Linked DNA regions of Bos taurus: region 1 is linked to region 2. The links are chromatin contacts, called in public Hi-C maps. All regions are on one chromosome and are shown on one strand. The core of a region is the stretch at or near the end of the contact, and the rest is flanking DNA. Distances in the headings are between cores, read along the strand shown.

Region 1 (4,332 bases), core at 126-2,625, 170 kb after region 2:
AGTGGTCCTGGGCTCTTCGTGTTATCCTAGGGATCGAAGGCAAGTGTGACAAGCGGTGGCACATCACTCTCCTCTGCCTAGTGAGGAATGGCTGCAGGAGCCAGAGAAGACCGGAAGTAGCCAGCATGGGAGCTGTTTTAAATGTTCTGAGGGAAGCTTTAGGGCCGGATCCTCAGAGCTTCAATCATCCTCTGGGCCCCCACTGCCTGCTCCACCCAGTGGTGAAAACAGACTCAGGTTCATTCCACCTGCTCGGAAGTGAGCAGCCCTCCTCCTGAATATGAGAGCTTCCCCTGGGGGCGTCCTTGCAGCTCTCAGGATGGGGCTCAGTCATGCCACCCTGAGGTCACAGAGCAAATGCACCTTCTCTTGGACAGTGCTGAGTCCTGTGTGTGTCTCAGTGGATTTTAGTCTGGAAACAAGACCCATCACCCTGGCAAAGGTCCATGCCTGGCGCTGGCTGCTGCGGGCCCTCTGCCGTGTAGATGACTTTTGCACATCTGGACCAGTGGCTCCACCTGGAGCTCCTCACTTGTTGGTGTCAACGTGAGCATCTTCAGCTTCTAGACAGAAAATCTACACTTCACTTTGTACAGCCTTGTCCCAAAGTCAGATGGATCCCCAGTGCTGTCTGTCACCTGCTTGCAAAGGGCAGACCTTGTGGGCAGTTCCAGAAGAGATCTCAGCAAGTGGGCTTGAAGTTCCAACAACACAATTAAAATTGTGTGGTCATGAGTTCTTCAGGATGAAAGCATGAATAATGACCACATGGCTGTTTGTCCTGGAAACTGTAGATGAGATTATGGATTGAGTAAATCATTTAAAATAGAACTCATCTTCGAGGCTTTCTTCAGAACTGATTTCCAGGCTCCCAGGACAATAGACTAAGCCAGATTTCTTAGATTTTTTTTTTTTCCTTAATCAATTTACAGAGAACTGGGTGGTAGCAGTAAGAAAAACCAAATGTAAGAAAAACCAGAGAGAAATGGACTGTTCCAGCATGGGCCAACCAGCCAGCTGTTGGGACTCCGTCTGGGGTGGGGTGGGGGGTTACTGGGCAAGCTGTTGAATAGGGCCCTTTCCAACTCTGCGTGTCTGTAGTTCTTGTGAAACCAAAATGTTGACTACCTGCCTCTTTGCCCACGTGCATTGACGTGCTCAATTCCAAAGACGATGGTGCAGGCAACCTTTTCCATCATGAGCCAGGAGAAGGTTGAGGCCTGAGGGCAGCCTTTGCCTCCCCGCTTTGCCTCCATAGCCCCAGAGATGGCGCTTCCCCTGCTACCCCATCTGGTCAGACCCACAACTGCCCAGTGTACACTCATTGATGCTTATACCAAATAGGGCATGTGCGGCTGGCGGCTGGCAGGGACAGCCCCGGGCCTGCGTTGGAGTTGGCAGAGAGAAGCGGCAATAAGCATTAGGCGGATGGCTGAAAGTGCTGTTTGGCTCAGAGGCCTTCAGTCCACTTTCACAGCTTTCCAAGTTCCTGATGAGGCTACAAAAGCTCCATCCACAGAGAAAGCCAATAATGTAAATAAATCCAAAACTGAGCTTCCAAGCGTGGTTTTTTTAAGGGGGATGATGAATGTGAAACCACCCACAGGATGCGGTAGAGTTGATTTTTTTCTGTGCTTTGTCATTTTACTCTGATAGGAACTTTTGTTACTTAACTCTGTGCATAACTTATTTAAGGTACTGTATAAATGAACCAAAACTGTTAAATATGTATTTAGTTTGTTCTACTTCAAGTAGTCAATAAAAAGGCTATATTCCTTTTCTGACTCAAGCTGGAATGGGATTAAGAGGGAAGGTGGTGCGTGGACTTGTGTAAGACATCCTGCCCGCAGGTTTCTACATCCCCTCTGCCTTGTTCCTCGATCTGCTAGGAGGTGGTTCCGGCTGCTGGAACTGTGGGAAGCCAAGTGCCAACAACAGCACACAGATCTCCCAGCTCCGTGTCAGCCCTTCACCATTAAGTGATCTTTCAATGAGGAAAATAACCAGAGAACGTTTGAAGAGTAGGATAGTGGCTCTGTAGGTCCTTTTTCTTTTCCAATAACTTTCCTTAAACTTTTTTTTTTTTACTTTTATTTGCACTTATTTTTTGCGGCATTTATTCCCGGGCCATAAGAGTTTCTTCAGTTTCTCCTGGGATAGCTTTTTCTTTGTGCAACCTCCTCTTCTGGTTTAGGAACAATCTGTTCTTTTTCAATAAGGATCATCTCAATGTGGCAGGGAGAGCTCATGTAGGGGTTGATCCGACCGTGAGCTCTGCAAGTCCTGAGCCACATCTTGGGGGCTTTGTTCACCTGGATGTGCTCAATGACCAGAGAATCTACATCTAAGCCCGTGAGTTCAGCATTACTCTGCATTTTTGAGTACGTGCAGTAAAAATTCAGCACTCTTTTTGGGTCACCGACCCTGCGTCCAGCCCCACTGTTTGGCCTGTGCACACCTACCAGCTGCACCGTTGTAATGACGGAATGGCACACATTGCTTCTTTAAAGTGACATCCTTCAGATACTTGGTAGCTTTTCGGATATGCATACCCTTTATGGCCTGGGCAGTTTCACGAGTGTTCTTAAAGTGAACACGAAGATTTGAACCTCTTGATTTGCATGATTTTGTGGGATTTTCTGGGTCAAGTGAATAGCGCACCATTTTTAGGGGTCACCTCAGGCCGCTTACTGGAAAAGCTCCTTAAACATTTTTTAACATACCTGGATTTGGGAATATTCCTTTTTACACTGATGTTAAATCATAAATAAGTTCACTGTTGCCTTCATGTTTATTTGCTTACTAGTTGTATGATCTAATCAAGGCCGTGTTTTTGTTTGTCTGATTTGGCCACACCACGCGGCTCACGGAGGATCTGAGTTGTACCCGGGACTGAACCCCGGTGCTCATCTGTGAGCATGGAGTCCTAACCCCCAGACTGCCAGAGAGTTCCCTCAGGGTCATGGTTGTCCTTAATGCCTCACCTCCTGTGGGGCAGTTGGGTTGCTTTCAGGTTTTCCCTCACGTACTAAAGTGAACATTTCCTAAGCATGATTTCCTTCTTTGGGGTAATTTTCCAGTGGGATTTCTGGAACTGGACATTTCTTGGGTGTTTGACTCTGTGTCCAGACTGCTTCCCCTGAAAGCTCACCAGCTTGCTGTGCCTCCAACAGGTCCGATGGCTCTGAGGTGACCTGACTAGCTGAGCCATGAAGGTTGCTGCAGGCACACCTGTGCATGTGAGGTCTTGGGCTGTCCGGTTTCCTGGCCAGAGACCATTTCCCATGGGCCCGACTGGCCCCAGCCTCACTCCTGTCACCCAGATATCCATTTCTGGAAAGTAAGTAGCCCTAGAACTCCTACTGAGCAGCCTCGCCCTAGAGGCTTGTTGGCGCCATCAGCTTCATGGGCCCCCGAAATGCAAAGGGAGGAGTTGGTTACTAGATCTCAGGGTTGGGAAAAGGATTGTCTTGGCCCTAGAAGGCAAGATGGGGGCTTAACTGTATGATCTTTCATGCAGATGGTGCCAACTGCCAGTCTTTCTCATCAGCTGCCCAGCACTGTCCTCCACCACCCAGGGGATCTCAAGCCTGTGACTGTTAAGTTAAAACCACAGTAGTAATTCAGTAGAGGAAAACTGCTCCATGAGGGCAAAAGAAATTCCAAAAAGTCAGAAGTTTAAGGGACTGTGGCACTCGGCTTTGAGTCTGTACAAAATGAAACAAAACCACCGGGACCTCTCCGTGAAGCCAGGGCGCTGGCTTTGGCCTCAGTGAGAAGGCGAGCAGGGGAAACTGATCAGAGCCTCTAATGTCTGCTATCTCCTGGGGCTAAGGTCAGATTCTCCTTACTCCAGAGGTCAAAGAATACCTGGACTGAAGAATTAAGATGATTCCAGGTTTGTATTTCCTGGGATCTGGCAGAAGCAAAAATGCAAATCCTGTAGAGAAGAATATTAAAACTACAATCATATTATTACATATCAACCAAGTGTAAGTTGTCCATGAACTAAAGTTCGTATCCAAGCAAATGAGCTGTTACGAGCAATAGCAGCACGAACAATAAACTGAGTGCTCACCCCAGGTGGTGCTAGTGGTAACGAAACCGCCTGCCAATGTAGGAGATGGAGACGTGGGTTCGATCCCTGGGTTGAAACCGCCTGCCAATGTAGGAGATGGAGACGTGGGTTCGATCCCTGGGTTGGGAAGACCCCCTGGAGGTGGGTCTGGCAACCCACTTCCTGCCTGGAGAATCCCATGGACAGAGGAGCCTGGTGGGCTACAGCCCATGGGGTTGCAAAGAGTCGGACATGACTAAAGTGACTTAGCACAC
Region 2 (4,135 bases), core at 16-2,515:
CCCAGACCCTGTGTGGGGAGATGGATTCCTGGAGGCAGGACCTCAGGAGGGCCGGCCTGACTGCAGTCCCATGGCTCAGCTCCGCTTACCTCCCTCCCCACTGCCTTCTCCCTTCATGCTCTTGCCCACATCAGAGACTATTCTGGAACCACAGACTTATGAGAAACAGCAGAGGCCAAACCATCCACTCCCCAGAGGCCTAGAGTCTCCCAGCAAAATAGTGGTGCATCCAGAGGAAACCCAGGGCTCTTGATCATCCAGAGCAGCCTGTTCCCTTCCTTCCCTCAGCTACGCCGAAGATCTGACTTGGAGACCCTCTGAAACCCAGCCTGGGTGAGGAGGCAGGGGTGACTCCTAACCTCCTAATAGTAGTGATGAATACTTACTGAATATGGTTCATAAACCTTCCAGGTGATAGCTTATTTCATCCTCATAGCCTCCTAGGAGATAACAGTTCTCATTTAACCCATTTTACAGATAAAGAAACAGAGTCACAGCCAAAAAAAAGGTTGCGCAAGTGTAATTGGGGGCGTCCTTGGGGAGGACTCCAGGACTGAATCAATCACCTACAGATGCTCTGGGATCCTCCTCTCCCCACCCTGAGGCTTTCTCGTCTCTAGCAGCACCTTCAACCTCTTCCTCGTTTCCAGGGACAACAGTGAGATTTAGTTCATATGTATTGAGGACCAACTCTGTACCAGATGCTTTCCTTGCCTTGTCTTCCCTCTCCCTCAGGACTGTTCTCTATGATAAAGATTTAATTAGCCCCATTTCGGATGAGGAATGAGAGTTTAGGTGATCTGCCCAAGGACTCACTCTCAGTAATAGATCTGGATTAATTCAGGTAGGCCTGACTCCCAAGCTTATTCTTCTATCCATGAGACTCTCCTGCAAGCACCCTCCTCTGTAGGCTTCGGCTTCCCCACCTGCAGTAATCAGAGGGGCCATCAGTGAGGGCCTCCTGAGGGCCAGGCACTGGTTTGCCACAATCCCTCCATGGCCCGTTGCACTTGATCTTCTTAGTATATTTGAATTGGTGACCTGTTATAAAAACAGAGCCATACTCAGTCACATCTCCCCACCCTCAGATGGATGGTAAGTGGGTTTCCAAGTTCAAGGCTCTCCAGGAACACTGCTTGGGAAACTTCCTCCACAAATAGCACATGGGGGAGGGACAGTTTCAGCAGAAAAGCTATGCAGGGCAAGGCAGGCCAAGGCTGAGAATGACTGGGCAGCCAGAGACTAGACTAGCCAAGCTGGTCAGGGAGAGGGGGGGCAGGGAGGCAGTACAGAGGATCCTTTGTCAGACCAGAAGCTACAAGGCTGCCCCATCCCCACCATCTGGCTCCAGCTCCAACCCAGTGATGCATGATGGGGGAAATGGGGGTGGGGTGCTGGGGGCTGCCCACCTGCTCTGCCTCCTGGGATAAACCCAACCCAAGACCTCCCAGGCCCATCTGGCCAACATATCCCCGAGCCCTGACTACCCCTGGGGACTCCTTTCGACAGGCTGGAATTGGCCGGGAGTGTGGCCAGCCTGTCAGGGTCACAGGTCACTGTTAATCTGCTAGAACAAGGGAGGGCAGGCAGGCAGGTGGGCAGGCAGCCAGTGTGGGCAAAGCCCTGGCAGTTCCTGCCTTCTGCTCTGGTGGTCTCGGAGGGAGATTTTCCTCTTCTGAAGTCAGGGAGGTGGGTTAGAAAGAACACAGACTCTAGGAAAGTTGCAAACGCTCATATCTAGCTACCTAGCAATTCCTCTTCTAGGTAAGGACTCCAGAGAAACTCTCACCCGTATGCTCAAGATGTCATTGCAACACCATGTGTAATAGCTGAACACTGGCAATAACCCAAACACCCATCAATAGGTTCTGGTAAGTCCCCCACATATGAACCTTCAAGTTTCGAACTTTCAAAGATAGCAAATGTGCATTGCATCAACGTCAGGCGTGAGTGAAACTGCAGGTTGCCCTCTGTCTCCTATTGTTGATGACCCTTCCATTCTAACATCTCCCACCTCCTCTCCATCCTCCAGTCAGTCACTCTTCTTGCCTGCTCACTCGATGCCAGCCCTGATATGCTAGCTGTTGTTCGGTACTACTGTACTTTTCAAGATACTGTACTATAAGATTTAAAATGTTTATTTGTGTGTGTGTGTTGGTTTGTTAGATATTATTTGTGTAAAAAGTATTATAAACCTATTACAGAGTAGTACTATATAACCAATGGCGTTAGTTGGGTACCTAGGCTAACTCTGTTGGACTGACAAATTGGACTCATGAATGTGCTTCCTGAAAGGAACTTGTTCTTAGGTAGGAGACTTAGTGTATAAGAACCTAGATCATTTCCTCACTGTTACTCAGTTATTGGGTCTGAGAACTGAGGTCCCCCTATGTCAACAGGACTTGACCATTTGTTCCAGGAAATTCTTGCCCAGAAAGATAAGACTGTAAACCAGTAAATAACTTTGCTATTTGCCTCAGGAAATTCTTGCTAACCAGTTTGTTTGGGCAAAGTTTGCTCACCTTGGCAAATACCTCTCTTATCAGACGTCAGTTCATTTGTCGAAGTTTCAAGAACCTCTTCTCAGGTGTCCACCAACTCCAAACTGTTTTGTCACAAACTTTGCACAATCGCAGCCAGTTTTCTGCTTTAAAAGACTTCTACTTGGGAATTCCCTGGTGGTCCAATGGTTAGGACTCCTTGCTCTCACTGCTGAGGGCTGAGATTCAATCCCTAGTCAGGAAACTAAAATCACATAAGCTATAAATAACCCTATAAGTGTTCTTCCCTGATCACCCTTTTTTTGAGGCACTAAGACTCCCTGGAGATACTGCTCCCCCTTACTGTTATTTAGTCACTAAGTCGTGTTCAGCTCCTTTGCAACCCCGTGGACTGTAGCCCACCAGGCTCCTCTGACCATGGGATTTTCCAGGCAAGAACACTGTGGTGGGTTACCATTTCCTTCTTCAGGAGATCTTCCAACCCAGGGATGGAACCTGAGTCTCCTGCATTGGCAGGCATATTCTTGACTGCTGAGCCCACGGGAAACTCACTGCCCTTGCTGCAACAGATTTCATTAACTCAATTTTACCTAAGAGCAACAGATTTTCCTGGTGGTCTTTCTAGAGAAGTTGACAATAGACAAATAAAATGTGGTCTCTTTATATGACACAATTACTACAGGTAAAGAAATTGAACTAGAAATGGATGGATCTTGAAAAAGATAAGGTGAAAAATTCAAGTTGCAGCAAGATGTGGCAAACAATGTGACAAATTACATAACACTTTTAAAACACACAAATAATATTGTGTATGATTTGAGGACAACTCATAAAAAGGAGTACAATTATAAACAATGCATGGTGCTTGTGGAAACCCAGACTCAAGGCATTTATGAAAACCAAACTCCCCCGTGGAGGGCAGGAAGGGCAGTGGGATAGAGGAGTAGAGGAATGCAATGGAATGGAAGCTCTACTGTTTTATCACTTCTGTAAAAAACGAAAATAAAAAAATTTGAAAAAACTTGTTTAAAATGGTAGTACTTGATTATTTGGGGAAATAGGTACTCATGTGATCATTTCATTTCCAAAAATTGTTCTTTTTTTTTTTTAACTGTCTACTGGTCAAAAGCTTACTCTTTAAAAAAATTCTAGTAAAACATATAAAACATGAAATTTACCAATTTAATAATTTTCAGTTGTAGAGGTGTGTGGCTCTTTTTTCCTTTTTTGAGAATAATTGCTTTACAATGTTGTGTTATTTTCTGCTGTACAATGAAGTGAATCAGTTATATGTATACACATATCCCCTCCCTCTTGGACCTTTCTCCCACTCCCCCCACCTCCCATCCCACCCATCTACGTCATCATAGAGCACCAAGCTGAGCTTCCTGTGCTATACAGGGGGTTCCCACCAGTTATCAATTTTATGCATGGTGGTGTATATATGTCAATCCTAACCTCTCAATGCGTCCCGACCTCCCCTTCCCCTGCTGTGTCCACATGTCTGTTCTGTAGGTCTGCTTCTCTATTCCAGTTCATTCACATTGTTATGCAAACAGCACCACTATCCATCTCCAGAACTTTTGCATCTTTCCAAATTGAAACTCCATACCTATTAAATAATAACTTCCCAT

The links. A called contact is a pair of places that touch in the nucleus more often than the background predicts.
Region 1: a contact with region 2 is called in a Hi-C map of an unstated tissue, with 4 times the contacts expected there. The contact joins two enhancer-like sites. A contact is called at or near these places in 2 of 11 Hi-C or Micro-C datasets (skeletal muscle and an unstated tissue).

What each region holds. Positions count from the first base shown.
Region 1 is chr13:63,097,741-63,102,072 of ARS-UCD2.0, forward strand. It overlaps CBFA2T2 (CBFA2/RUNX1 partner transcriptional co-repressor 2), which reads left to right. Exons shown (of 12, transcript XR_003037873.2): 11 at 3,174-3,340; 12 at 3,521-3,986. It also overlaps the pseudogene LOC785968. Among named protein-coding and RNA genes, the nearest start is that of C13H20orf144, 14 kb to the right of the region's middle. Within about 2 kb of position 1,376, at least 12 of the 102 cell types and tissues checked have an H3K27ac peak or open chromatin away from gene starts, as enhancers often do.
Region 2 is chr13:62,931,261-62,935,395 of ARS-UCD2.0, forward strand. No RefSeq gene overlaps it. Among named protein-coding and RNA genes, the nearest start is that of SNTA1, 18 kb to the left of the region's middle. Within about 2 kb of position 1,266, at least 26 of the 102 cell types and tissues checked have an H3K27ac peak or open chromatin away from gene starts, as enhancers often do.